Linked DNA regions of Hordeum vulgare: region 1 is linked to region 2. A link is a contact called in public Hi-C data. All regions are on one chromosome and are shown on one strand. The core of a region is the stretch at or near the end of the contact, and the rest is flanking DNA. Distances in the headings are between cores, read along the strand shown. Region 1 holds the start of LOC123442780 (probable uridine nucleosidase 2). Region 2 holds the start of LOC123442777 (cysteine synthase-like).

Evidence for each region. A called contact is a pair of places that touch in the nucleus more often than the background predicts.
Region 1: a contact with region 2 is called in a Hi-C map of leaf, with 7 times the contacts expected there. The contact joins the promoter of LOC123442780 here to the promoter of LOC123442777 in region 2. A contact is called at or near these places in 4 of 6 Hi-C or Micro-C datasets (leaf and seedling) and 1 of 1 datasets of contacts at active chromatin or transcription factors (embryo).

The regions. Positions count from the first base shown.
Region 1 is chr3H:30,361,229-30,368,333 of MorexV3_pseudomolecules_assembly, reverse strand. It overlaps LOC123442780 (probable uridine nucleosidase 2), which reads right to left and starts at 3,340. Exons shown (of 7, transcript XM_045118914.1): 1 at 3,100-3,340; 2 at 2,861-2,976; 3 at 2,709-2,768; 4 at 2,262-2,552; 5 at 1,993-2,089; 6 at 1,309-1,416; 7 at 707-1,177. The coding sequence starts at 3,160. The coding sequence ends at 930. LOC123442779 (RAP domain-containing protein, chloroplastic) reads left to right here. Exons shown (of 3, transcript XM_045118913.1): 3 at 264-652. The coding sequence ends at 335.
Region 2 is chr3H:30,169,115-30,175,741 of MorexV3_pseudomolecules_assembly, reverse strand. LOC123442777 (cysteine synthase-like) reads left to right here and starts at 2,010. Exons shown (of 10, transcript XM_045118910.1): 1 at 2,010-2,314; 2 at 2,623-2,732; 3 at 2,837-2,894; 4 at 3,038-3,301; 5 at 3,398-3,535; 6 at 3,614-3,665; 7 at 3,782-3,861; 8 at 4,255-4,314; 9 at 5,043-5,123; 10 at 5,227-5,667. The coding sequence starts at 2,081. The coding sequence ends at 5,319. LOC123441429 reads left to right here and starts at 5,971. Exons shown (of 13, transcript XM_045117869.1): 1 at 5,971-6,450. The coding sequence starts at 6,298.

The DNA of each region.
Region 1 (7,105 bases), core at 2,091-4,590, 190 kb before region 2:
TCATATGCCACCGACTAAAATTAATGTCTTGTTTTGTTTTATTTTCCAAAAGAAAAGGCTTCTCTCTATTATTCATGTTTATCTGTAATGAACTCACACGTGCTTGTACAGGCAAATAATGTCCTTGTTCTGCATTTTGTGAACTCATATGAACTCTAAGGACATTTGACCCTTGACTTGGATTTCAGCATTAATTTTCTTAGTTCCCTGAATAGGTGAAAATATTTATCATATTAAGAGTTTATTTTCCCTGACAATCACAGTGGGAGGAGCTTCAAGGCGAGACTGAGCAAATGGAGTATCTGAGGAGAATTCTAGGCATTGATGCAGAATAAGTGCAACCGTTGGAGATTTGACATCATGAGCTCTGCCAACACGAAGAACACCCCTGGAATTCCAAGCAATTTGTGGTGGATTCAGCTTTGGGCTTTGCTGGGTGCGGTGCTTATTGGACGCAACATGTAGCTTGAAAGCTTAGCGTGTCAGAAGCCATTGTGATGAGATATAGTTATGTTTCTGTTTTGTTTGGGAAGCATGTGAAATATATGTATACCCTGAACTATTATGTATCATATGCTCAATTTTGGGGAACTGTTTAGTGCTAAAACACATATGATGGATCAGATTGCCATATATAGTACTCTTGATGATAGCATGGCATTGGAAGTTATACACCAAACAATTGATTCAGTAGTGCATTGAGAACTGAAGTGAAAATGGACTACAATCTGGTCCTTATGCCTGAAGTGTAAAATGTTCAAGTGTTGAACTACAAGTGTAAATGTTCAAGTGTTGCACTACAAGTGTAAATGTTCAAGTATTGAACTACAAAAGAAGAGGCACGTAGTTGATTTCATTCCCAAAAGGTATAATCCAACATTGACAAATATGTTCTTGAATCTTGAGTGCAGTATTGCAAACGAAATGTTTCAATCATCCGTGAGAAGCCTCTGCATAATGAGCTCCACGACAGCAGGGGCATCGACTGTGACAGCAACCTTCACGGTTGGCTTACCACACCACTCTGTTATCTCACCATACGTTTTCTTGGTATTGTCGAAAACCGTGAGACCCTTTGTGATTCCATCTGTCTGAACCCTCACGACTCCCTCCGTGTAAGTCATCAGCGATGGATCTACGGCGGCAAGAAGAGTTGTGGGATCATGAAGATATACTCCTGCAACCATTTCATCATACTCACAAAATAAGTCATTCAAGTCCCTTTAATTGTTCGGCTTCTCATCATCAAGTGTGTATACTGCTGATCCACCCAAGTTAAGTGTACTGACTGACTGTTTTCATACTGACCTGTAGTGGAGTATGCGTCCATGTGATAATCATAATAAAGACCCAGTATCTTGCTTAAGTAGCGAGCATATTTGCTATCGGACTGTTCAAGCTTCTTCCGGTCAACATCTGCATTGAAAAACGACGTGTCAAAATGCGATTGTGTTCCAATACAGGGCAACTGTGAATATCATACGTAGACCCATTGAACCAGATGTGTTCCAATACATGGCAACTGTGAATATCATATGTAGATCCATTCAACAAGATGTGACACATCTATGCAACCTAATTATCTGTTACTCCCATGGTTACCTTTTAGTTGAAAGGGTACCAATGAAAACAGAGTGCTAGTTACATATATGTAGCTCCAAGCGAACAAAGGACTCGGTTTCAAAATATGTGTCTTTAATCTTCAAAAAGAAATCTTCTAACCAAGCATTGTGGATAGTTGGTAAAACAACTAGAACCAGATGCATGCCCTATGTTATTAACCAAGCGTTCGTACTGTTGCTGTCAAGCACTGTATGATTAACTGTAGCAAACACAGGCAGGTCAATACATGTAATCACGAGGAAAGAAGAATATATCCTTCTATGTGTGAAAACCACAAATAGCATCATTTTGCTGTTTTCAGCTCTGATATATAACAAGGTTTCAAAAGTAACAGGGTATAGTAACAGCTCTAGACAGCAAGAGAATTACCAGAAAGGATAACTTGGTGCGTAATGTTAATTCCGATGGCCAAAATATCCGCACCGCAGGTAAAAACTATATCAGCCGCATCAGGATCGCCAAATACCTGTTAGTAAAGATAGCCAATTAACCAGTGAAGTCAAGGTGATGAATTACCGGAGTTGCGGCTTCGAATATGTAAACCGATGCTCCAAAACACGAAGCTAGCGACACTAAGCTTGCATTGTTCTCCAAATTCAACAGGAAGCATGCCACTGAATCTGATAGGACTGACTCACATTTGCCTCAGCTGCAGGATTGACATTCCCATTAACCGAATAAGCACCACCCAGGATAATGATCTGCCCAATCTTCTTGGGGAAAGAAGGGTCAAGCTCGACGGCCAGCGCAAGGTTGGTGAGGGGGCCGAGGGCGACGACGGTTACTTGTCCGGGGTAGAGGTTCGCCTGCTCGACAAGGAAGGCGGCGGCGGACTGGTCCACCGCCTTGCCGGCCGGCGGAGGGAAGTTCTGGTTGCCGAGGCCATCCGAACCGTGGACGAAGCTGGCAATCCGTAGCTTGGTGGCTTTCTGAATTTCATTCATGGTGGAGCGCACAGACATTCAGTCCAAGTCAGCAAACACTTGATCGATCGAGATGCCACAGATTTTGACTGAATGAGACGCCGTACAGACAAACAAACACAGATACATTGATACATACATGATGCAATGGATTGAGGGTACCTTGATTGTTACATGGGACCCCTCCGCGACGGGGATGTCGGTCCTCCCAGCGGTCTCCAGCTGAAATCGAGCTAGAGATCGGTTCGATTAGCATCGGAAAGACCCATTGGTGAGAACGGAAAGTCGAGCGCGGGGGAGTGGAGTGGACCGACGAGGTGCAGCGCGTTGCGGGTGGCGAGGGCGGTGTAGACGTTGCCGAAGATGGTGGTGAGGCCAACCACCTCCAGCTCCGGCGACCTCAGCGCCGCGAAGATGGCCATGGCGTCGTCTGCGGTTCATCAACCCCACCGCGAGTTTGCGAAGAATGCGAGATTGGTTAGGGGGTGGGATAGGAATAGGATAGATCGACAAAACACGGGGGAGGAGGAACGAGGGACGGGTGGGTACGGACCGATCCCTGGGTCGGTGTCGATGATGACCTTCTTCTTCTTGGTGACGGCGGCCATGGACATGGATCCCGGGGATCGATCGGGGCGGCGTCGGTTGCGCGGGCGGATCGAGCGAGGTGGAGAAGAAGATGTGTACACGTCTCGCTCACACTCACAGGCGGCTAGCTCAACTTGAGAGAGAGAGAGAGAGGGCGGCGATCCTCACCTTTACGGCGGTATATCCCAAAAGGCGAGGCTGTTGCAGATCCACGGGGCCCCAACCCACGTCAAACCCACGGTTCCGATGGACAACCTTGTCACCAACATTTCCCTGTTTTTAAGCACTGTATAGGCCTTTTTTTCAGGAGAGGGGTACACATCAGACATGCACAATCTAATATTTTTGCAAATGCTGAAAGTGTGACATCAGATTCTTTTTAGGCGCGTTCGTTACCTGCGTTAGTCTCAACCACGCTCATGGGGAAGAAAATGGTTCGTTTGGTTGCTGGATCTGTATATAATTTTTAGCCTGCAGGAACCTTAAAGTAGTGCTCTGCCAGGTCCGTTAGGAACGGTCGGATCGACAGTTTCTAGCGAGTCGGGTTGGGCCGATGCTGGGAAGGGGAACGCGGCGTTCTGTAGGGAGATGGCGGGAGCGAAGGCGCGTCTTTGAAAAAGCAGCGGGACGAATTCACGTCACTGTCCGTCGATTCGCGGTCGTCCTATATAGTCAGGGTTTAGAGACTTAGGTTTGTGTTGTGCAACTCTCGATATTGATTGGGTGCACTAGGCTCATATATATAAGGTACAAGATGGGCATCAACCACAATTGTACAAGGAACTAGGAGGTGGGCCTACGACACAATATACATGCACAAATATATATTCACCCCCCCCCACCCCGCAGTCGAAGCGTCGCCAGAGACACAGAGACTGAAACGGAACTCCTCGAAGGTGGAAGTAGGCAATTCCTTAGTCATCACATCGGCGAACTGTTGTGCGGTCGGAACATGAAGAACTCAAATGTAACCAAGGGCGACATGTTCACGCACAAAGTGGATATCAAGCTCGATGTGCTTCGTCCGGCGATGATGAACGGGGTTGGCGGAAAGATACACAGCGGAGACGTTGTCACAATAGACGACCGTGGCCTTAGTGATACCGTGATGCAACTCCTGAAGTAGCTGTTGAAGCCATGAGCACTCAACAACTGTATTAGCCACCATTCGGTACTCACCCTCCGCGCTAGAGCGCGATACCGTGGGTTGTCGTTTCGACGACCACGAGACGAGTGAGGGACCGAGGTAGACGCAGTAGCCGGGCCTGGAGCGACTTGTGTCGGGACAGCATACCCAATCAGCATGAGAGTAAGCCACCAGAACCATAGAGGGAGACGCCGTGAGAATGAGTCTGAGGGACATCGTGCCGCGGATATAGCGAAGAATCCGTTTCGCGAGCGTCCAGTGGGAGTCACGAGGGTCGTGCATATGGAGGCACACCTGATGCACAACATACTGCAAGTCTGGTGTGGTGAGCGTCAAATACTGAAGAGCACCAACAATGGAGCGGTAGAACGGGGCATCCGACGCCAGTGAACCCTCCTAAGCAGAGACCTTGGCCTTCGTGTCAATAGGAGTAGCGGCAGGATGACAGTTGAACATACCGACGCGCTCAAGCAGCTCATACGCATACTTCTGTTGATGAAGAGAGAAGTCGTCGGGTCACCGAACGACCTCAATACCAATGAAGTAATGAAGAGAACCCAAATCCTTGATGGCGAACTTGTCACACAAGCGTAGAGTAATCTGCTAAAGAAGGGTTGTAGAGGAGGCCGTCATGATGATGTCGTCGATGTAGAGCAGCAAGTAAGCAGTCGTGTCGCCATGATGAAGAACGAATAATGAGGCATCCGAGCAAGTAACATGGAAGCCCAGTGTTTGTAGAAAGCCAGCGATATGTGATACGTCTCAAACGTATCTATAATTTTTGATGGTTTCACGCTGTTATCTTGTCAACTTTGGATGTTTTGTTTACCTTTTATATCTTTTTTGGGACTAACTTATTAATTCAGTGCCAAGTGCCAGTTCCTGTTTTTTCTGTGTTTTTGACTCTTTTCAGATCTAATTTTGGAACGGAGTCCAAACGGAATAAAATCCCCGAAATAAATTTGTCCAGAACGGAAGAAGATCAGGAGGCTTGAGGGCCAAGGCAGTGGACCCACAGGGAGCCCACAAGCCCTGTTGTCGCGGCCAGGGGGCCCCGCGGCAACCAGGCTTGTGGCCTCCCTGGCGCTCCCCTGCCCTATTCACAACTATCGTCTCCACTTTCACTTTTACTTTGCTTTGTTTACTTTGTTGCTTTCAGTTCTCACTTTGCAAACAATCTATAAGGGATTGACAACCCCTTCATAGTGTTGGGTGCAAGCTCTTTGTGTTTGTGCAGGTACTTGTGACTTGAACGCTCCTCCTACTAGATTGATACCTTGGTTCTCAAAATGAGGGAAATACTTACCGCCGCTGTGCTACATCACCCTTTCCTCTTCAAGGGAACACCAATGCAATGCTCCAAGGCCGCGGGGAAATCCTTTGCATATTTGCCAAGGAAGTCCCTATAGGCGTAGCCGTAGCAGCAGGATTCCTGGCGCCGTTGCCAGGGAAGGTCTGTTGTCGCAGTAGCAATATGCTAGTATCAAGCGTGAGGAGCTTGCTTAAGGCCGTAAAGAGATCGAGGCAGCAAGCGCACATGACCAGGATGAGTGGCGTCGACGAAACATGTGGGTTGCTCACAGTAGACCTTCTCGAGAAGGTGACCATGAAGAAAGGCGTTGGAGACATCCATCTGATGAACATGCCAGCCACAAGTGACCGTTAGCTACAGAAAGGTGCGGATCGTGCCTCATTTGACAAACGGTGCAAACGTCTCGATGAAGTCAACTCCTGCGCGCTGACGAAAACCGCGGACCACCCAGCGAGCCTTGTAGTGCTCAAGAGTGCCATCCGAGTGAGTCTTGTGGCAAAAGACCCACCTGTCGCTGATGATGTTGGTGCGAGGAGGCCAGGGAACCAATGTCCAAGTGCGGATCTGCTGAAGAGCGTCGAACTCGTCCTCCGTCGCAGTGAGCCAGTGAGGATCACGGAGGGCTGCCTGCACAGAGGCGGGAAGTGGTGATGGCTTAGAGGTGGACGGAACAAGGAGATATTCATCGCTATAGTACCGTAGGCTCGGACGATGGATGTCGACCCTAGCCCGTGTCATAGGACGAGGCGGTGACTCTGATACCGCGGCAGTGAAGGTGGTGAAGACGAGCTGACCTCGATGGAGGAGGGTGAGGCAACAGAGGATCCGGCCGTGCCAGGAGTTGAGGCGCCGTGTGCGCGTGAGGCCGCGCCTGAGGTCGGGGAAGGGGCAGGTGACGCAGTGACGGCAGACGTGGACGGGGAGGAAGGCGTGGAGCTTCCGAGGGCGCGGGGTTAGCGAACCCGGAGTCTGACCCCACGGTCATAGAGGAAGCACGGTTGGCGGCATGGCTCACGGTCCAGCCCGCGGTGCAAGCAGCGCCAAACTGTGGCGGTGGTCCAAGGGCCAACCGAGACCGTCCATCGGAGGGGGTTGCCGAAGGGCCGCCGGTGGTTGATGACCCACAAGTATAGGGGATCAATCGTAGTCCTTTCGATAAGTAAGAGTGTCGAACCCAACAAGGAGCAGAAGGATCTGACAAGTGGTTTTCAGCAAGGAAAAATCTGCAGGCACTGAAATTGTCGGTAACAAGTAATTGTGTGGTGAGATGATTCGTAGCGAGCAACAAGTAACAAAAGTAGCAACGGTGCAGCAAAGTGTCCCAATCCCTTTTGTAGCAAGGGACAAGCCTGAACAAAGTATTATAAGAGGAAAAACGCTCCCAAGGACACACGGGAATTTCTGTCATGCTAGTTTTCATCATGTTCATATGATTCACGTTCGTTACTTTGATAGTTTGATATGTGGGTGGATCGGCGCTTGGGTACTGCCCTTACTTGGACAAGCATCCCA
Region 2 (6,627 bases), core at 761-3,260:
GAATTAATTTAATCTGTTTTGTAAATAAAACCCCATTTAAGCAAAGTTTTAAAATTCCCTAGCCACACCCCCACATCCACAAGAAAAGGCACTAAATGATCTACATTTTTAAAACAGGAATGGATCAAGTAAAACATGAGCTCAAAAGAATAAAGAAGAAGGGGCCTTTTGGAATCTAGTTTGAAAACTAACATAGTTTGAAACCCAAGCTCGCAAACACCACATCATCACACACCACATGCACTCATCACACCACACATATGGATCAACAACAACAATACAAGAAATGGCATGAATGCAATGAATGGTATGATGCAAAGGAGAAGACATGAAATTCCCACATGAAATGACAACTCTCATATAACATGACCACATGGATCCAAACATGAAAGGTTTCCAAATATGGCAAGGTTACATCTAGGGCATTACAAGTATTCTTTCAATCAATTTGGTGCTCTCATCATAGGTATTGTCATTGCTCCTTTTATTTCCATTAGGTGAAGGATACCTTGCTTGCTCCTGGAGTGCCTTTGGCCTCCACGAGGCTCTGCCAGTGGGAGGGAGCAACATAATATTCTGGACATGTGTGTTATTATCCATAATAGACCTATGCTGAGAACATGCAATTATTGGAGCTATCAGTTTTGCATTCAAAATCATATAGAACTACTCTTGTCTAGAGCATCTTTTCTTATTTAAGATGTTGTTTATATTGCTGTCATGTTGTTTCTTCATATTGGTGTTTCTTGATATATTTTTTTAATTTAGTGACATGCTATGGCTATCTTGTATCACCTGGCTCCCCTTGGTAGTTCATGATTTTGTGCTAATCTTTTTGACATACATGGTTGTTCTTGACATGTGTGGTTGGTATCATTCAAATAGCACAGAATGTTCTTACATAACTAATGTTTCTTTGGAAGACATGTTTGAAAATTTTCTGTAACTTAGGTGGTTATTGATTGGCTGTGAGATGGGATAAAAAATAACATTCACACTACGCATGCACATAAAAGTAGTACAATGGAGTACAATGGAGTACTAATTAGCTGCTAGGAGTAAATACAATGCGCTTTAAACCTTGACTATTATGAAAATGCACGTAAGTTTAACCGTGCCTTCTAAACCGTGACGGAGGTAGGATATTCAAATGGATGATTGGAAAAATATTATCTTTTTTTTATGTTGTTGTACTATTATGTAAATTAAAATTTTAGCTCATTTTATACATGTGCAATTTATGTGGAAGTGTAGTCCGTGTTGTTGAAAAGTCTGTGTACATGTGTATTAAAAAGTATGTGTTGTTAAAAAGCTATACATTTGAATGACATGCATATTTGAAGCTGTTGAAAAGCTATACATTTAAGTGCCATGCATATTTGAACAGTGGAATGAAACTGATGGGAAGTTACACAGAAAAAAAACATTCCAAGCGTAAGCTAGAAGCGGAATGGAAATACAACCCTGGGACATGTATTCGGTTGGAGACTGATATAATACTCCCTCCGTTTCTAAATATAAGTCTTTTTAGACATTTCAATATAAACTACATACGAATGTATATAGACATGTTTTAGAATATAAATTTATTCATTTTGTTTCGTATGTACTCCCTTCGTTTCTAAATATAAGTCTTTCTAGCGGTTTCATTAGGGACTACATACGGATAGATATAGACATATTTTAAAATATAGATTTATTCATTTTATTTCGTATATAGTTTTTTAATGATTTTTTTTAAAACTTATATTTAGGAACGGAGGGAGTAGATTTAATAAAATCTCTAAAATAACTTATGTTTAAGAACGGAGGGAATACAAGTGTAAAATGTTACAGGGTTGCATAAAAACGACATTCCAAAATTCCAAGTGGAGCCAGGTTTTGGAATTAGCAGAGATATTTCGTGCGCGATGGCTGACGAATGAACTAACACCGTCTCCAGGTCCGAATACATCCATCCATCCATCGCGACGAAAAGAGGCCCGTATCCAACGTCCATCCATCATCCCCTCGGAGTCCCAGAGGGCACACGACGCCATCACACCCAGCGAAGCAAGAATCTCCTTGGGGGAAAGGAACAATGGCGTCGTGGACACCATCGCCCGTCGCCGCCGCCGCCCAGGCCCAGCTCGGCTTCCCGGCCGCCCGCCCGGCGCAGGCGCGGCCGGCCGTCCTCCCGCCGCCTCTCGCCCGCAGATTCCCCGCCGGCTCCTCCCTCCTCGCCGTCAACGCCCCCGCCGCCTCCCCCTCGTGGAGGCGCCATGCCCTCGCCACCGAGGTCGAGGGCCTCAACATCGCCGACGACGTCACCCAGGTAGGCAACCAGCACCGTCTACCCGCTGCCTCCACTTCAATCCCTCCATTTCCAGTGTGTGCCCAGCCAGGAGTAGCGGGGGTTGGTAGGATTGCCGCTACCCAGAGCTCACCGATGCCACAAACCCCTGAGCCAGTAAAGATCTACTCTCTAGTTTGACCCTGCGGCATCCTTCTTCCATCGTATCTCAAACCATCCTAGTTCCGCACGGACAAATCCTTTAGCAAGAAAGCAAAACATCATCGGCCTCAGGATTCAAGCTGCCTGTCTCAGGAAAATGATAGCTCCTTGTTGAATTTTTATCGCAGCTCATCGGCAAGACGCCCATGGTGTATCTCAACAGGATCGTCAAGGGCTGCGTCGCCAACGTCGCCGCCAAGCTCGAGATTATGGAGCCCTGTTGCAGTGTCAAGGACAGGTTGCATTACAATTCTTGTTGTCCTCCTCGTTTCAATGTTGAGGTCGTTTCCTTCCCCTGATGGACCCACCAGCTAAGCAGCTCCCAACCGATTTATGCTTCAGGATAGGTATCAGTATGATTTCCGACGCTGAAGAGAAGGGCTTGATAACACCCGGAAAGGTGAGGCGTCTTCTGTTTGTGTGCTTACATGCTTGCTGCCGTCCTTATCATGTCCTATCCCTTTCCTAGCAATTACTAACAAGGGAAGGGTACTCGGTAACAATATATGCATATGCTAACTTACCTATGTTCTCTGCTCTCAGAGTGTTTTGGTTGAAGCAACAAGTGGAAACACAGGCATTGGTCTTGCTTTCATTGCTGCTTCCAGGGGATATAAGTTGATACTGACAATGCCCACATCAATGAGCATGGAGAGGAGAGTTCTGCTCAAGGCTTTTGGCGCTGAACTTGTGCTTACAGATGCTGCAAAAGGGATGAAAGGGGCCCTAGATAAGGCTACAGAGATCTTAAATAAGACACCCAATTCATACATGCTTGAGCAGTTTGACAACCCTGCCAACCCAAAGGTAACAAGGAGAATTAACTTTGTGTCTCTATCTATGTGTGCACTATGTTTCTAACCTACTTGAGGCTGATGCGTATCTTTCTTCATTTCCCATCAGGTACACTATGAGACTACTGGGCCTGAAATCTGGGAGGATTCAAAAGGAAAGGTTGATATATTCATTGGTGGAATTGGAACGGGCGGAACAATATCTGGTACTGGTCGTTTCCTGAAGGAGAAAAATCCCGACGTCAAGGTTTCTTCAAATTCCACCCAAATAAAATGTACCCTGTTATATGCACCATATAGTGCTCATACGGTTTTCTTTTTCTAGGTTATTGGTGTTGAACCTACTGAAAGCAACATACTCTCTGGTGGTAAACCTGGTATGTTTGCTATCAGAAAAATATTTCCTTTGAGTTTTCCATTGAAGAAAGACATACTTCCTTTGAGCTTGTCAAGCTTATGTTCTTTGCCTTACAACTGTTATCCGCTTGTATAGGCCCACATAAGATTCAAGGCATTGGAGCAGGATTTGTTCCTAGGAATTTGGACAGTGATGTTCTCAATGAAGTAATTGAGGTCAGAGTTTTTTCTGTCCGTTGGTATATTTCACCTTTTTTAGAATAAAAGCAAGACATGAAGGTTGTAGTTTCTTTCTTGAATTCAGCTGAATTGTGCCTGTTATTCCATTTCACTGTATTTTCTTAACGTCTCAGTTCTCACCATAGGCTGATAGTTCTATGATGCTAGTTCTACGTAGTTATACAAGTGCAATTGCATATGCTAGTTCTACTGTGGTTACGTCTTCGGTTCTGTGGATGTTGTCCTTGCATGAGTAGATCATCCCTCCTTTTGCTCGGCTTGGTACAGTGAAGCTGTTAGGGCTGTGTGGTACTACTTTCTTAGGGGGCTATTACTGCTGGGTTTTCTTTTCTTATAGTTATCTCTGACCACGTTCTGCTTATGTTCTAGATATCAAGCGATGAGGCTGTTGAGACAGCAAAGCAGTTGGCTCTTCAGGAAGGATTGCTGGTATTGTAATTTCACATGTTGATGCAATTTTTGTGTGTTCAATACGTTGATGCGTGTTGAGATATCGTCTTTTAGTTGCAAATGTTTATATGCTTAAAAAAAGCAGGCGAATCATGACACACATCATGCTAGTCAATGTCTGTTTCCCCCCTTGCTATTTAAGTGTAAGCACCTGGCAGCCTTCTCTGTAGATCTAGACTAGAAATGGTGTTTTTTTATAGGCAGCATGTTTGAGCCAGTTTATTTGTTCATTTCTCCCATCATAGTGTTGCTAAATGTATGATGCGTCCCATACAATTTTTCTATGGTGCATCATAGTGCTAGTTGGAGTTGTGGAGACAGACTTTGGAATCGCAAGATTTTAGGCTTAGTAGCACTAAAACTGAGCACCATGAGGTGTGGTTTCAGTACTACTGGGCACGAGGAGGAGGAGGTTAGCCTTGGTGGGCAGGTGGTACCTCAGAAGGACAGCTGTTGTTTGTTTGGTGTTCCATCGTATCCACATAATCTCATGTGGGGCCAGGGCGTAGGAGACCACCACATAATCTCATTGTTGCAAAAATCATAAACCACTTGTTCATATGTATGGTTGTTCTGTTCCTCGTATGTAGTGGTTAATAAGCAGTAGGAAGCCTGCATTTTTTGTTTCTCCCGTCAGTCAGTCAGTCAGTCGTCTATGAATCAGAGATCAGCAATCCTGAACCTATATACGAATGTATGTTGTGCAGGTCGGGATCTCGTCTGGGGCAGCCGCGGCCGCTGCCATAAAGGTCGCCCAGAGACCCGAGAACGCCGGGAAGCTGATAGTGGTAAGTACCGCTAATCTTACAAGCTCATAGAATTCTTCTCCTGAAAACATCCAATGACGATGGCACCGACATTGTTGCCTGTTTCTGTGCGCGCGACAAACAGGTGGTGTTCCCGAGCTTCGGCGAGAGGTACCTGTCGTCGGTGCTGTTCCAGTCCATCAGGGAAGAGTGCGAGAAGATGGAGGCCGAAGCGTGAAGGGCCATTTCCGCGCCCGGCAAAGAAGCCTTTTTTTCTGCTGCATCTTCCTCTCCGTCGAACCGAATAAGAATAAGGCGGGCATGGAAACGAACGAACGCTCGACCTTACGCCCGTTCTTCTTCGGAGCCCGCTCGCATTTTGCTGGTGTCGATTGATATACGATGATGATATTCCTGGTGTCGATTGATATACGATGATGATACGCATGGTTGTAAGGAAGCAGTTATACCTCTCTTTTTTTTTTTGTATGAGCAACGCTCACCCACTCACTCGCTCGCTCGCCCAAAGCAAAATTCAGGCCGGTTATATACATTGAAATTTGAAATGTTTGATGTTTTTTTTTTCCGAGCTGGGTTTATCTCGAGGTCTGGTTGGTGCTCGTAATTTCATTGTTTTGTGACATAATAATAAGGAAATGATAGCATGTTTTTTTCAATCTGCAGTGTAATAAGTGAAATAGATTGCTAATAATGAATACAATAAATTGCTGCTAATACGGGAAAAAATTATATATATAAAAAATAAGTGAAATGAACTAGTATGGCACTATTATGGCAGAGCAATTTTGTTCCGGGTCGTTGGCACGTAGAGAAGGAAAGAAAGAGAAGAAGCAACGAATGATGAGCAGTTGCAGTTAGGTTGGTTCGTTGCTTCCTTCCACCCCACCCCCCCTCTCCCACCCACGTCTCCTCGAGCCAAGCAACCGCGGCGGCGACCGACCGACGGAGACCGAGCCAAGCCAGCAGGCGGCGGATCCCCGGCCCCGCCGACGAGACGCAGAGAGAAGCCTACCCGCTCCATCCAGGAGAGGAGCGGAGGGGAGGGGAGCTGAGCCGTCGACTCGACTCTGCTCCAGCAGCGAGCGCGGCGATTCGGATCCGCCGCCGTGGCCGACGATTCGTACGATTCGCCCGCGCCGGAGATCCGGGTCCCCCTCGCCCCTGCCGCGCCGCCGTACCGGGGAGGGGAGGATCCATGTCCCAGCCCCACAGGCACAGCACCGGAAACGGCGGCGCCGGGGGCGGGGACTACATCAAGTCATGGATCATGTGCGGCAACCTGCAGCGCGGCTTCGGCTCCCTCGTCCGCGAACCCTGCGGCCTCAACCCGGACCCCTACTACCTCAAGGTCCCCTTCCCCTTCCGCCGCCTCCTCCTTTCTTCAACTACCACCACACATCTCTCTGCACGCCAATGCCGTCAGGGTAACCACTCCCCATGGCCGATGCTACGCAACGCTTCCGCATCGTCACCCCTCTAAATATAGCCGGACGCTCGTCTTGGCAGCCGGCACAGTGTTTATATT